Regions from separate parts of the Cricetulus griseus genome. Here region 2 is linked to region 1. A link is a contact called in public Hi-C data. All regions are on one chromosome and are shown on one strand. The core of a region is the stretch at or near the end of the contact, and the rest is flanking DNA. Distances in the headings are between cores, read along the strand shown. Region 1 has its middle 90 kb from the start of Ssbp2. Region 2 holds the start of Ssbp2 (single-stranded DNA-binding protein 2).

Region 1 (6,501 bases), core at 3,165-5,664:
TTGAGAACTCAAAAATGATTGCCACGATAAGTCTGATGATGGTCACAATGAGAAGACACTGTGAAGTCTGAGAGCCACCGTGTCCCTGACCTCTTCAAGGTTAACACCAGTAACAAGTATCACAGGTATCACAATGACAGGACCTTTAGCAAAGCATCATTTGGAACATTATTCATCTAATCCACCTTTACAAAGAGCTGGAGATACTTTCTGCATCCCACTTTTCAAAAGTTACTACAACTCATCTGGGTCACAGGAGTGAAATTAAACATCCTGCCATGTGTAATGGGAAGGGAAACCATGACCCATAGTCCCGGGTGCAAAGACTAGCTTCATTCCAGACCAGTTCCAGATGAAGGACAGCCAAGTGGTAAACTTTTCTTAACTATTTTTTATGGACAAAGATAGTTCATGGCAACTGGTACTAAAATGTGGTAGTAAATGTGAAACTATAATTATTATCAAGGATTGGTTAGTCTATTTAGGGTTTTAGAATCTCTCCTGTCTAATCTTACCATATAACACATTTTGGCTAAACACATAAACTAATTATGCATAAACACAGGTTTTTTTTTGTTTTTTTGTTTTTTTTTTTGAACAGCAGCAGCAGCAATCCCTGGACATGTAAACACATGTTATGGGATATAAGACAGCAATGGCTTTCACGGGCAGCTAGAATAATCTCAGATATAAATTGGCATCAAGTCCCTAATAAACATAGTCACCTAGCAGGAAGCACGGGAGACTGAACTGTTTGTGAGAACAAAAGTGGAGAAGTTACTACGGTAGAGTCCTGCTCGCAGAGTGCAGGGTGCCCGGGTGTCTGAAACACAGAGATGTGGATCCAATAAAAAGTCCCAGACAGAAGCAGGGATGTTCCTTCCTTCCTTCCACCCCTTCCTCACTCACACCCCTCTCTGCCCAACAGCTTTCCTTTTGACCCAAATTTGCTAGCTTATTGAAAACGATTCTACCTTTCTCATTACAAACTCATCTGAAGTAAAGCTGGAGAGTTTTGTACTTAGAGTAACAAAAAGAATAGAATTGTGATCATTTAAAGTCACATGTTATTTCTTTTTCTTTGTCTATTAGATGTTAAATGTTTGAGATATAGCCTCATGCCAACCAGTGCTCTGCCTGGGAAACTTGTCTTAGCAAGCTAGGCAGATTAATTCCCCCCCCCCAAAAAAAGAAAAACCTGACTTGCCACAGTTATGGAAGATCTATACACAAACATTAATTTCATACAAAGCAAGGTTGGAATGGGTGGGTCCTTTGATTGACATCCATTTGTCACTTTCATTGGAAAATTTTATGGGCAGCTTCCAATATGCTTAGACAAATTTAGATGAATGAAAGTGCTGACTAACGATGCTATTATCTGTATACCAAATATAAATGAAGGCCTGAAAACCCTGAGTGGTTCACTTGGACTCCTAAAACAAGGGGGGAGGGGAACGCAGGAAACTGAGACAGAAATGTGTTGAGAAGGCAAACTAATGAACAGAAATGGCATTCAGATATGTCAAAAGATAAAACAGATTTAGTTTTTGGAAAGAGATCTAACTCTAGTAAACAGGGCCAAGTCTCATGAATTGCAAAAATTACATCATGTACAATCATTTTAGCAATAAATTTATTTTAGCCATCAATAGCTAAGGGTGATTATTTTAGGAGAATGAAGTCAATACATTTGTTTTCCTGAGGCAGGCAGGGGCAGTATTGTGCTATCCCTGAACTTCATTAATATTCATTAATTTTTAAAGCACTTTGGTTAGCTTTGGCTATTATCTATATAGATACTTTGCCCTTAAATAAAATAATTACAATAATTTCATTATTTAAAATGTAATTAGCATGGAAGTTAAAAAATGCTACGTTTTCATTAGTGGACTTTTTCATTGGCGAGCATATTTTTTTTCCAAAGGATTCTGTTCTAATTGAATTCCTGGGGTAAAATTCTAATAACCATACTGACTAAAATAACCTAAATGTAACCAAAATTAAACTGAAAATACTTAAGTTTTTTTTTAAAATTAATCTCTACTTTCAAGAATGCCATAGTTGACCCAATTAGCTCTGCAGAGGGACCCAGTTGTTTGACATTCTCATGCATTGCATCCCCCAGTATATCACAGTAGACTGTCTTCCCCAGTCCGGTGCCTTCCATCCCCGAAGAGCCCAATGCTCATTTAGTGATATTTACCTTACAGAGTAACCAAATCCAGATGCGCACAGAGCTCACATCGCTGTAAAGAGAAATTGTTTCCTTGTGCTCACTGCTCCCACTCTCGAAGGAGAAACTGAAAACTATGAAAATTATCCTTGTGCAGCTAGGAAATTGCAGACAGAAATGCAAAATAGTTTTATTTGTAAATAAACCCAACTGTAGGAACCATTTAATGCCTTATTCTGCTAAAGCCCTTCAGCCTTTATAAATCAGACTTTTTACACTATGACAGATTAACAACCAGGACAAAGTATTCATGCATATGGAGTTAGAGATGGAATCCTCCACATCTTGATTCACAGCATCCATTGTGGTGCATGTTGAGCCACATTTGTAGATTATGAGGAAATAAATAAATAAGATTAAAATATAACCTTAAAAGAAGTCTGGATAATTGAAATTTTTTGAAGCACGGCCAAGGATACAATTCACTATAGTGAGCAACTGTAGTTTTAAGAAAACACATCCCCCCCCACAGTGTTTTGAGTGTGGTATGTTTGTGTGGGACCACACATGTGTAAGGGCATTCTGCCATATGATTGGAGTTAAATCCATTTATTTGCTTGTCAAAAGTAAATTCCAATCCTGAGAAATACCCCAGCTACCCTGAGTCTTTTTAGGTTTGGTATTGTGTTGTCTCTGGTTGGCTACTCGGTTTTGGTATGTGTCTAGGATAAACTGGACCCTTGGGGCTAGTACAATTTCCCTGTTTAGGTTAGTTGAAAAGCAGGGAAAGTGTCCTCTTGTTATTGAAGATACACGCCTACAGGCTCATTTTTCTAAGCACACAGTCATTAAGAGCAGACCAGCAAGAAGAGGAACTTAGCTCCTGCCTCCCTAAGTGGATTCAACTTCCTCCCCATTCCAGCAATGCCACAGTTGGATAATTCTCTTCAGAGACGTTTATTTCCACTCAGATCTACTGTTGAAGCCAGGGAACAATATTGGTGTATCTTCGGTGGATATATTTCCAATTCAAGGAACCAGTCGTTGGGTTGTCCACTGTTGAGTTACTGAGCCCTTTTAGTTGCCCATGTCTAACCTGACACTGCAAGCCGGGGAGGTGGGGAGGGTACCAGCACCCCGTTCTCCAAAGTCCTAGGTTCAAATGCCGTAGGTCCTAGCCCTTGGAAATTAGATCCAAAGTTAGTATCATCCACACCTTGCTAGAAAAACTGTGGTCTGCAAGCAGCCCCACTTCAAGAAGGCCCATTCCTTTCAACTGCTTCAGGCCCGCCTAGCCTCTGAGCAGGCTGGAATTGTCTAAACATATGGAAGGGAAAGTGTTAAATTCGAGTTGTCCTGTCCACTCCTCACCCCATCTTTGGAGGAGCATCTCAGCAGGGAGCAACTGGAAACCTGGAATCCCCCTAACCAGGTGCCTGGCAAGTTGACCTAAAGAGCTGACTGGAGAAGGAGTCTGAATAGAGAGAGCCAGTTGTGGTATCTGAACAGAACCACTAAGGACAGAAATGGTCATATCCCAGGATTCCCCTTGTGTGGCAGTGTAAGTCTCAAAATGTATTTTATGACCTCAATGCCCTTTATTCCGAAAAGGGTTTCCAACGTCCTTTGAGGTGTTAAATGCACAGTGGGCATTGTGTGTGTGTGTGTGGGGGGGGCTCCCTTGCTTTGCCTGGCTACTGCTTCCAAATAACCTTTGTGGAGGTCCCGGGGATGCAAAGCCACCTTCTCCCAGTTGGTGCAACCTCAAAACAAGCGGAAGCCAACAGGCTGCAGGACCAACTTGCCGCTTGGCCCCAGGTCCCCGGGCAAGTCCGACGGCCTCCAGCAGTAACGGCTAGCCCAGCCTTCTGCAGCCCCTTCCTCACTGTCCACCCGGGCCGGTCCCTGTCTCCACCTCCCACCCACCGCCTAGAACCCCACAGACGCTCTCAGCCCACCAGCACATTCCTAACAGCCCCAGCCTTTCCAGGAAAGGGAAGGAAAAAAAAAAGACCATGACATCACGGGCAGGTTTATTTGGGTTTGTTTGTTTGCTTGTTGGCTCGATTAAATACTCGTGGAAGGTGAACGTACCCCACACAGGAGAAGTTTGATGTTGACAAACTTCTGGTGGCAGCGAGACTGTGTCAGCACAACTTCCGGGATAATGAGAGCTGCTTTGCAGGGAGCGCGGCAGCGGCGGCGGGAGGCTGCCGCAGGACGGAACAGCAAATGCTATTCAGCCCGAGCAGTTTCAAGCCGCCCGAGCTGGGGAATTACTGTAGTCGAGCTTCGGCTCTTACCACCGGCGCTGGATCTGGGCGCGCGTTAGGGGGGGAAACTGCAGGCACAGGGCGCCGAGAGGGGAGCTTTCAAGTTACTTTGCTCCTTGCTTGCACCCGGCAGAGGCTTGCAGGCTGCGTGGTAACTGCAAACATCTTGTTCCCTGCTTCTTTGGGCGGCTGCCCTGGAACCAACCAACTTTTCTCTCCCCCAAAACTCCCTCTTTGTTTCAAATAGGACTCTCCAAAATTTATTCTTGGGAAGACTGACAGCCGGGGTCAAGAAACAGCTGTTGAAGTTAATGTTTCTTCCTCCCACTTCGTCTGATGGTTGTGCCCTGCCAAGACAAAGTGAGAGGCACTGCCTGGTGGCTTCTTTAAACAGTCATGCATTTAGTCACCCCCCCCTCCTAAAAAAAAAAAGAGGCGGGGAGGGGTGCAGTATATTTTCCTGCTTAACATACAAACTGATCAGAAATGCAACAGCATGTGTCTTTCAACTTGTGTTGATTACTTGCTGAAAAGATACAGCAGCTTTTAGTTTTGAACACTTTGAGCATTAGGAGTGGGAATGGAGGTAGGGGTGATTGACACTTTACATTTTAGTAAAGGGGCAAGTTTTTCAAACCTTTTCCCTCCAGCTCGACCCACTCGGCCCTCTAAGAGAGATAGAATGGCCTGGGAGGAGAGGGAGCAAAGAGTTCCACTTTGGCAAGGTAAAGTCACATTTCAAAATTCAAATCGTTGTGCAGAACCTGACCAACCATTTTTATTTGGAGATGACCATAATAACTTAGGGTGTCACCCTGACTTGGTAGCTTTTGCTTTATCTTTCAGACCAGACCTGGCGCCTCTTCCCTTCTAGGTAAAGTTGGTCTATACCCAGAAGGTATCCTAGAGCAGGGGGTTCCCCCTTCTTTGTGTTGCTCTCTCCAGGGTGAAAATGGAGCTGGGTAACCCTTCTCTTGGCATTGAGGGTTGTGCATTGGCTACTTAGGACTGTCCTCCTTCCTTGTCATGTCCTGACTGAGCAATGGAGAGCATGTGAATGGGCAGTCAAGTCTTCCCAGAGAACTTAACCACTCTTCCACCAGGCCTGTTCTCCACTGGGAATGCTGGGCACACTGGGTCAGCTCCTAGGAAGACATAAAAGGCCTCAGCCACATCACCAGGTTATTCCGTCAGCACATGGCAATGCTGCACCATCACAAACTGCTATTGCATCAGCCCCAGGGATATTTTAGGAAGCTCTCAAGCTGGGTCCAGCAATGCAGGCATGGGGATCACGCTGCCAAAACTGCGGAGCTGCTGGACAGGTGGCCGCAGTGCCCTCTCTAGTCTCTAGTACCCATGAATGCCCCAAAGCAGGCAGGTCTGCTTGGTGTCTTCCCTCTCCTCTCTCTGCCTGGCTCCCAGATACCACCACCTTTGTTTTTCCTCCAGCCCATTTGCTGTGTTTCAGCCCTTCTTCTGCTGTCTCCTGCATTTCTGCCTATCGTGGGCACTCATTAAGATCTTTAGCGGTATTTATTCATATTATCTGTAAATCAACTGCTTATACTTGAGTCTCAGCACCACACACAGCTTCCAGCTTGGGTGTCTGCACCTCACAGGCTGCTTTGACTTGGGTGAACTTTTGCCATTCCCCTGTGTATCTCTTAGCTTATCTAGTACCAGGATAGTGGCCAAGAATCAGTACACCCTCAGTTGGAGCCCCTTATCCAGGGCCCTGCTAATGCAATCCAGCAACTTATTTAAATTCCTTCTTTTTTTTTTTTTTTTTTTTTTTTTTGGTTCTTAGTCCTCAGAGAGGCCAAGGCTCAGCATTTAGCAGGGCTGAGGCAGCCCTCCGCTGATTCTGGAGTTGTAATTCCTTACCACTGGCTCCTGTAGTTTTATTACGGTCTCTTTTTTTCTAAGTTCTACAGACACAAATCTCTGGTGTGGAGGACTGTAGAACTACTCTTAAAGACTTCTTTGTGTAGAGATGTAACCTTAGGGCAAAGTAGGCCCAACTCCGGGAAAGGCGCCTTATGCTGCCAC
Region 2 (7,178 bases), core at 3,585-6,084, 89 kb after region 1:
CTAGGCAAGGGGTGGAGGTATGGTGCAGTGGCTAGTGGCTACCTCTCTTGGAGAAAATCCCAAATCAGTTCCCAGGTAGGTCAGACCTGCTAGGGGATCTAACTCCTCTGGCATCTATGAACATCTGCACTCACATGCACATACTCCCACACAGACACATATATGTAAGTCATAATGGAATATATATATATATATATATATATATATATATATATATATATGCTTAGTAGAATGGAACTGTTGGAGCTGGTAGATCTGAACCTTGGCCCTCCAAACCCATTGGTGTTTGTGAATATGTAAATTGGAATTTTAAAAAACCAGAGCAATAGGTTAAGTAAACAGCCATTGCCTCAGATTAACAACCACTAAACCACTATTAGAGTAAAATGTTAATTGTTAGCTCTTTGTATCTCATTCTTGTCTGAAGGACTGAATGGTTCAGTGTCAAAACTGCTGTCTCTCCCCCTCCCTTACTGTGGTCCATGGCATTTGAACACTTTATGAACACTGCCCCCCCCCACTGGACTGTTGCCCCAGGGTGAACTTTCATAGGGTAGTTTGAGTGACAAACATCTCAGAGTCTGCTCACATTCCTCCCTGGAATAGTCACTTCTAAAAGAAAGAGGTGTGGCTTTGTGGTCTGGGAATGCTCAGCCAGGAACATGGAGTTCTCTTATTGGAATTAGTTTTGTTTGTTTAGTATCTCGGACCATGCTAACAAATCATTGTCAGAACTCAGTTTACCCAGTTTATAAAGCAGGTTATAAATATCTAATTTACTGGGATATATTGAGTACTAATGAACAAATTAAATGTTTTGAGACAGAAAATGATATAAGCTTATGAGTTATTTTATAAACTAGTTTTATGAAAAAAAATTGAACAGTTTTGTCTTTTGGAAAAATTATCCCTCCTTCCAATTTCAATTTTTTAAGTTAACATAACAAGTTTTCTACATAATGCAAATAGTTAAATTCATTATCAGTTGCATTTAAACATAAAGAGGTTGTCTCTTTGTTCTGTATAACACAAGGAAATCCTGGAGTTCTGTGGATTGTAAGAAAGAAGATATTATTAACCTTAATATTTTAGAGAAAATATCAATATAAGAGAAACATAAAGTAAGAATAAAGTAAAAACAGTGTTCCTAGAATAAGATTCAGTCTTCAGAAAGAAAATTATGCAAATATGCCCAAACAAAGAGGATGTATGTGTAAGGACCTACTGATTATCACTGACCAGAAAGGATATGACTTAAACAATTACCCTCAAATGTAAAGGCTACATTTGGGTGGCTAAGCTGGCCACCATTCTCCTATTCACATTCAAGTCTCCTAAAATTAACCAAGTACTCATGGGACTTAAAAACCATCTTTCAAAGTCTATCATGATGCTCTGTACATTATGAAGTTTTCAATTTCCAATCTCTTACTTCTTTTCTAAAAAATGAGAACAAGACACTGGATCTTCAACCCTGTGTCTGGGATCTCAAGTTTGGCTCTGAATTCGTGTTTCAAATCTCATTAATTACAATATTGGTCCCAAGAGGTACAGCTGCAAAGAACACTCTTTGTACTCAAAATCATTTGAACAAGGGCAAAGAAGCATTTTATTTACATGTGTAAACATTAAGAGAGAAGTAGAACAGTGATGGCTCAGGTAGCTGCTGAGAGGTTTTAATGATAATTGATTTGATTACTTAAGCTCCAAGGTCAGCCTATATAGGCATGTATACATATAAAAGTCACTTGCATTTCTTGGATGCTAACAGCCTTGTAGTGGTAACTGGCATTGGCAAGGTTTGCACTAAGACCTTTTAACATTTTATTCTTCCTAGATACTATGACCAAATTGTTCTGAATCCTATATCTTATTGTGCAGCTCTGTAATTTAGTTTTTAAATATCAGAAAACATGCCATTACCCACAGGACTTTTCTAATGTAACAAATGTGGGTAAAAACCAATCAGATGAACAAATTACAGCAATAGACAGTAGCGTCTCCAATTTTCCTTCATCATTTTCTTTTCTCTTTAGGACACATCAAGTCAAGCTGCAACTCTTTGTGGTCCTGCACACCACACACACGACCATACATTGTTATCCTATTAGCTACTCTTAGCATGGAGGTAGAGGGTCAAGTACACTCCAAGGAAAACTGAGTGCCTTATAGGAGAAGGGCCATCTGCAATATACACCACAACCTAGAAGTCTTGCTTTAAGCTTGGATTGGCCATCCAAAGTAAGTAGCCCTAGTGGAAGCTAAAACACATAAGTGCTCGGTTTCCACTCAAGGTTGAACTGGTCATTCTGCAAGCAAATAAACACATTGTTTTTCTTGTTTTGTTTTCACGGCCCAAGCCCATTTTTTGTTTTCATGGGAAAGCTACCTGGCAAGGCAATCTTTTTTTTTTTTTTTTTTTTTTTAAAGAGTGTGTTATGCCCCCCAAGTAGCAGCACACTTGGCCAAGATGGCCTCCATCTTTTATTCTTGACATAGGTGGTGGCTACATTTCAGTGTGATACAAAGCAGAAGAGGGAAGGTCAAGGATATAGGTCCTAGTTAGGCTCACCACCTTTGATAGTAAAATGTTATGACATAGTTGTGGACCTAAAAGTAGTTCGGCAGTTGCCAGAGGTCTCTTCTTGACCGTATCTGAGCAACATTATATATGCAGTGTTGTATGGGTAACAGAGCCTTGAGATGGTAAACGTTTTCTGGGGTAAAGCTAACAGAGGATAATTGGGCAACAATTCTACAAGCTAGCTTTGGAGGTAGTGTTTGCAAATGGTAACAACTTTATATACATTTGAGCCTTTTGATCAAGTTTTTTGGAAGAGAGGATTGCTGGCTCATTTCTTTCAGGTCTTCACAGTCCATGAATGTAATGTTCCAAGCACCAAATCTCTGTAGGTTATTAGAACCAGAAGGTAGAACATGCAAGCCGTATCTCAGCCACTACTGTGGGTCAGTTAAAACAGAAAGGGAAATTCTAGAGTTTGAAATGGCAAATTCTCTTTGGAATTAGTCTAGTTAAGCCAATGTCACCTTTTATACTTTATATTACTTCTTTTACTGACTTACTGTTTGTTCTGTAGAAATGTATATTTTTAAAAACCATGTCTATGATCTGTTATTTTTGTCATGATCATGCCTTGTCCATTTAACTGTTTCTTCTAGCTACTTTCTCTTTTTATAGTTTGCTTTTCCTCATCATTTTCCTTGCCAGCAGTGGAAGTCGGTCCTCGTCCTCTTCATTTTCCGGCAGTCTTTGATTGATGTTTGGTTGCCAACCCGTTTTGATTCTCTTTCCTACTAACTGCCCTTCCTTAACCTTCTGCTGTTTTATTTCTGTCACCTGCTATCAGAGCTCACAAACTCCATTTCTTTCCTTTCCATCTATCTCAGAATCTCCATATGCATTTTTATGATCCTACTGCTAAATGCTTAAAGCTGTGCGCAATAGAAAGGTATGCATCCTCATTTGAATGCTATTTCCTTTTCCTTAGCATAACCGTTCCTCCTCCTCTATTCATCCTTTTCTGAGGTTTCCCTGTCCTACCCCAATGGCACTTCTCTTCCCCTGTCACCTCCCATTTGAAGCTCATCTCTTCTCCCAACCCGATTTCCACCCTGTCTGATTTTACTGCCAAGGATCTCCGACAAAATAAAGGATGGAGTCTATCAGAAACCAGGTTGCCTGTGTCTAGAGAAACTTTTGCGCATTCATTGAAATGAGATTAGGGACTTGGATCCAAAAATATTCTCGAGGAGTTTTCAGCTTGGGCACAGCTTTGTACACCTTGAGCTTGGCGGCCTGTTCCTCCGGGCAAGTACAGGGATGTCTTTCAGGGCCTTCTCTGATTCTTTCCAGTCAAGGGGTCAAACTGAAATGACATTGCCTACCCAAACTATTAGGACAGGCCGAGTAGAGACTGCCTGGGCCCCGGGTCTGCCGCAGACCTGTGCAGAGTCCTGACGAGGAAAAGACCAAGGCCTCGCGTGGGCCACTATGGTCCCAGGAGTAGGCCACTTGGCCTCTTTGGGGGTGTGCTCCCCTCATAGAAAGGAGGCTGACACTAGGCAGGGTGTTCTCTTGGGACATAGGGCTTGGCTTCAGCAGGCGACACCACCTGGACGGGCGATCCGGGAACGGGGTCCAGTGCCTCCCCGGGCAAGGAGGAGAGTCTCTTAGTCCCTCAGCCACAAGGTCGAGGGTTCAGAGCGGGCGACCCCGGCCTGCTGGCCCTCCGGGAGCAGGGCGGGAGGCGACACCTAGAGAGTGGGGATGTGGTCAATCGGGGCACGGGCACCGGGTGTCAGGCCGGAGAGGAGGGGGAGAGGGGCCTGGAGGGGCCCCCCCGGGGCTGGGGCGGTGGGTCGGGTCTGTCTCTGGACTCGCCGGGCGCCCAGAAGTCTGGGGCCGCGGCGACTCCCGTTCCGCAGTCGCTGCCAGGCACTCCAGGCCGCACTTTCCCCTCCTCCCCGCGCCTTCTCTCCAGTGAGGAGCCGGGCGCGGGCGGCGCGGGGGGCGGGACGGCGGCGGAGGGAACAGCCAGTTGTTTAAAATCCTTCTAGAGCAGTTTCTAATTCCCCCCTAGCGCCCGGGTTCGGAGGGGGAGGGGGGAAGGAGAGCGGGAGGGGGGGAGCTCGGCGGAGAGGGAAGGAGGGAGGGAGGGAGCCGGCGAGGGAGGGAAGGAGGGAGGAGACTGCCGCTAAGGCCGAGCCGCCGCCGCGCGCTCCGGCAGGCCGGAGGGAGGGGAGGCCTGTCAGTCTCGCGCGTTGCCAGGGCGAGGAGGGCGGAGCTCTGGCGTGGGGCGGCCAATGGTGGGGGTGGCTGCGTGGGTCGCCATGGGGACGGGGCTGTTCCCGGGGAGGCTGTGATGGGTTGACAGGTGCGTGACAGTGGGAGCTGCTCTCGGCACAAGCATGTACGGCAAAGGCAAGAGTAACAGCAGCGCCGTCCCGTCCGACAGCCAGGCCCGGGAGAAGTGAGTGTCTCCGCGCCGCAGCCACCTCCGCCTTCGCACGCGCGCACACTCGCGCACGCACTCGCACTCTCCGGGAACCGCAGCCACACGGCCGCCCCGCCTGGGGGTGGGGGGGAGAGAAGCCGGGGGGTGGGTTGCAGAGGGAGGTGCGGGGCGGGGGCGCGGAGCTCGGGGAGCGGCCGCTTCCACGGGGAGCCCCCGGCGGGTGGCCGCGGGCGGCGGGTGGCGGGAGGAACGCGCGTGGCGGGGGGCGGCGGCGGGGATGGAAACTTGTTTGGGTGGTTGAGGGGAACCACCCGCGGCTTCACCTCCTCGCAAAGTAACTTTGTAGCTGTGGTCCAGGACTGCCGGGCCGCTGCGCGCGGCGGGCCGGGGGTGGGAGCGGGCTGCGGGGTGCTGGGGTCCGGCGGGACCGCGGCGGGGCCCCCGAGCGTGGGGCGAGGAGAGGGCGGCGGGCCGGGCGCGCGGGCGGGCGGAAGCGGGGCCCCGCCGGGTGCGGGGCAAGTGCGGGCGTGGGCCGGGCGGGCTCAGGGACGCGGGTCCGCGGGTTCCCCCGGCATAGGCAGGCAGGCAGGCAGGCCGGCTGGCCGGGCGAGCCGGCCCGGGGCGGCGGGGGAAGTTTGGGAGTGGGAGCGCCGAGTTCCCGGAGGGAGAAAGTGTGCTGGCCCGCGCGGGGTCGGCCGTGAGAGGTTGGCGCTCCTGCCTCTCGCGGTACACACACCGGCTCGGCGGCGGCCCCAGAACTTTTTGAGACTTGTCGTGTCCCCGGAGGCGGTGGCCACGGGCGCGGAGGGCAGGTCCCGTGGGCCGTGGCGGCGCCGCGAGGAGGGCTGCCCGCGGCGTGGACGCGGGGCGGAAGGGGGCTGCGGCAGAGATGCTGGGTGCGAGCCGCTTGGCTGGGTCGTGGGAGATACAGGTGGGAACTTCGGTGGGAGCCGGGAGGACGCTGGAGAGCCGGGGTGCCACGGTCGCGGCACGCTGCGAAGCGGGCTTGTTGGCTGCTATTCTTGTGTACTTGTAACGGCGATTTGGTTGTTACTAAAATGAGAGCGAATAGTGACTGTGACACCGAGGAAGAACCCTCCCCCCGTTTTCCTAAGTGCAGATGTTCAACTGATTCCCGGTAACTGGGTCTGATCTGAGGGTCAGGCATCCTTGTCATTGAACACACCGTCTTATTGAGGGGGTTCACGCACGCGCGGGGTGGGGGGGGCAGAGGTACTTTGGGTCCCTTGCATACAAAAATAGCTTCGTAAATAAAAACCTAATGTGTAGGCTACCGAGTTTTCCCTCATTGCTTTAGGCAGTTAGTCTTACCCTTGAAAGTTTGTTGTGCCCTAGGGATGGGAACATTTTCTAATCTTCGTGTTGGCAGCAATACACACAATTCCCATAGGATTTAGAGGTGGCAGGCCTTGGTGTAGAAAACAAAACACAACAACAAAAATTAATGCAGAGATGCTATTGGTCCCCCCCCCCCGATATTTTTAAGATCATGCTGTGACAAGGAATATATAAAATATATGGTATCATTGCCTGGTTAAGAAACTGCAGTTTACTGGACTTGGAGTTCTAAAATACTAGTTTACTTAGTAATCATTTATTTGGCTGTGATATATCTGATACAAACATCTGTAGGAGGATGCTTTAATCTTTATAAAGTACCTGGATTTTCACATTATAGGGAGTGAAGGAATTGTAATGTATTGAAAACATAACCTTATTGGGGGGTTGGTATTAAATTTGGTATTAAAGTAATTTGGGTTTTAGCTAGACTCCCAGGAATGGCTGATATTCAGCTGAGTCGATTCTATATAGTCTCAATGAATTTAAAAAACAAAAGTAAAATTGTTTAATGCTGAGACAATAAGGAAGTTAGACTTGGTATGTTTGGTCCTTTCCAGTGCCAGTTCTATGATTCTGTCAGAAAAACAAGCTATTGCCATTCTTGCTCTCAGACCCGACAAACTGAATACCAAGTAACATCAACTCTTAGGAGCAAAGTAATGAGGGCTCTGCTAGATGGTGCTGTTTGATTTAAATATATTTCTTCCATTTATTACAGTTGGCAATAGGAATTCTTAACTGGCTTTGCCTTATGGGCTAGCTAGCTAAAGAGGCCACCTTTGGAGAATTGACAGTGGCTGTTGTTGGGTTCATTGTTTCTACATTAATTTCCAGCACATC

Evidence for each region. Hi-C and Micro-C count contacts between places; a contact is called where the count stands out from the background.
Region 2: a contact with region 1 is called in a Hi-C map of the CHO-K1 cell line, with 7 times the contacts expected there. The contact joins the promoter of Ssbp2 here to the enhancer-like site in region 1. A contact is called at or near these places in 6 of 8 Hi-C or Micro-C datasets (the CHK-Q cell line, the CHL-YN cell line, the CHO-K1 cell line and 2 more).

Annotation. Positions count from the first base shown.
Region 1 is chr2:310,194,892-310,201,392 of CriGri-PICRH-1.0, forward strand. No RefSeq gene overlaps it. Among named protein-coding and RNA genes, the nearest start is that of Ssbp2, 90 kb to the right of the region's middle. Within about 2 kb of position 4,415, at least 6 of the 6 cell types and tissues checked have open chromatin away from gene starts, as enhancers often do. A contact at or near this core is called in the CHO-K1 cell line and fibroblasts, where this site is marked.
Region 2 is chr2:310,283,207-310,290,384 of CriGri-PICRH-1.0, forward strand. It overlaps Ssbp2 (single-stranded DNA-binding protein 2), which reads left to right and starts at 4,835. Exons shown (of 14, transcript XM_035440490.1): 1 at 4,835-4,991. The coding sequence starts at 4,930.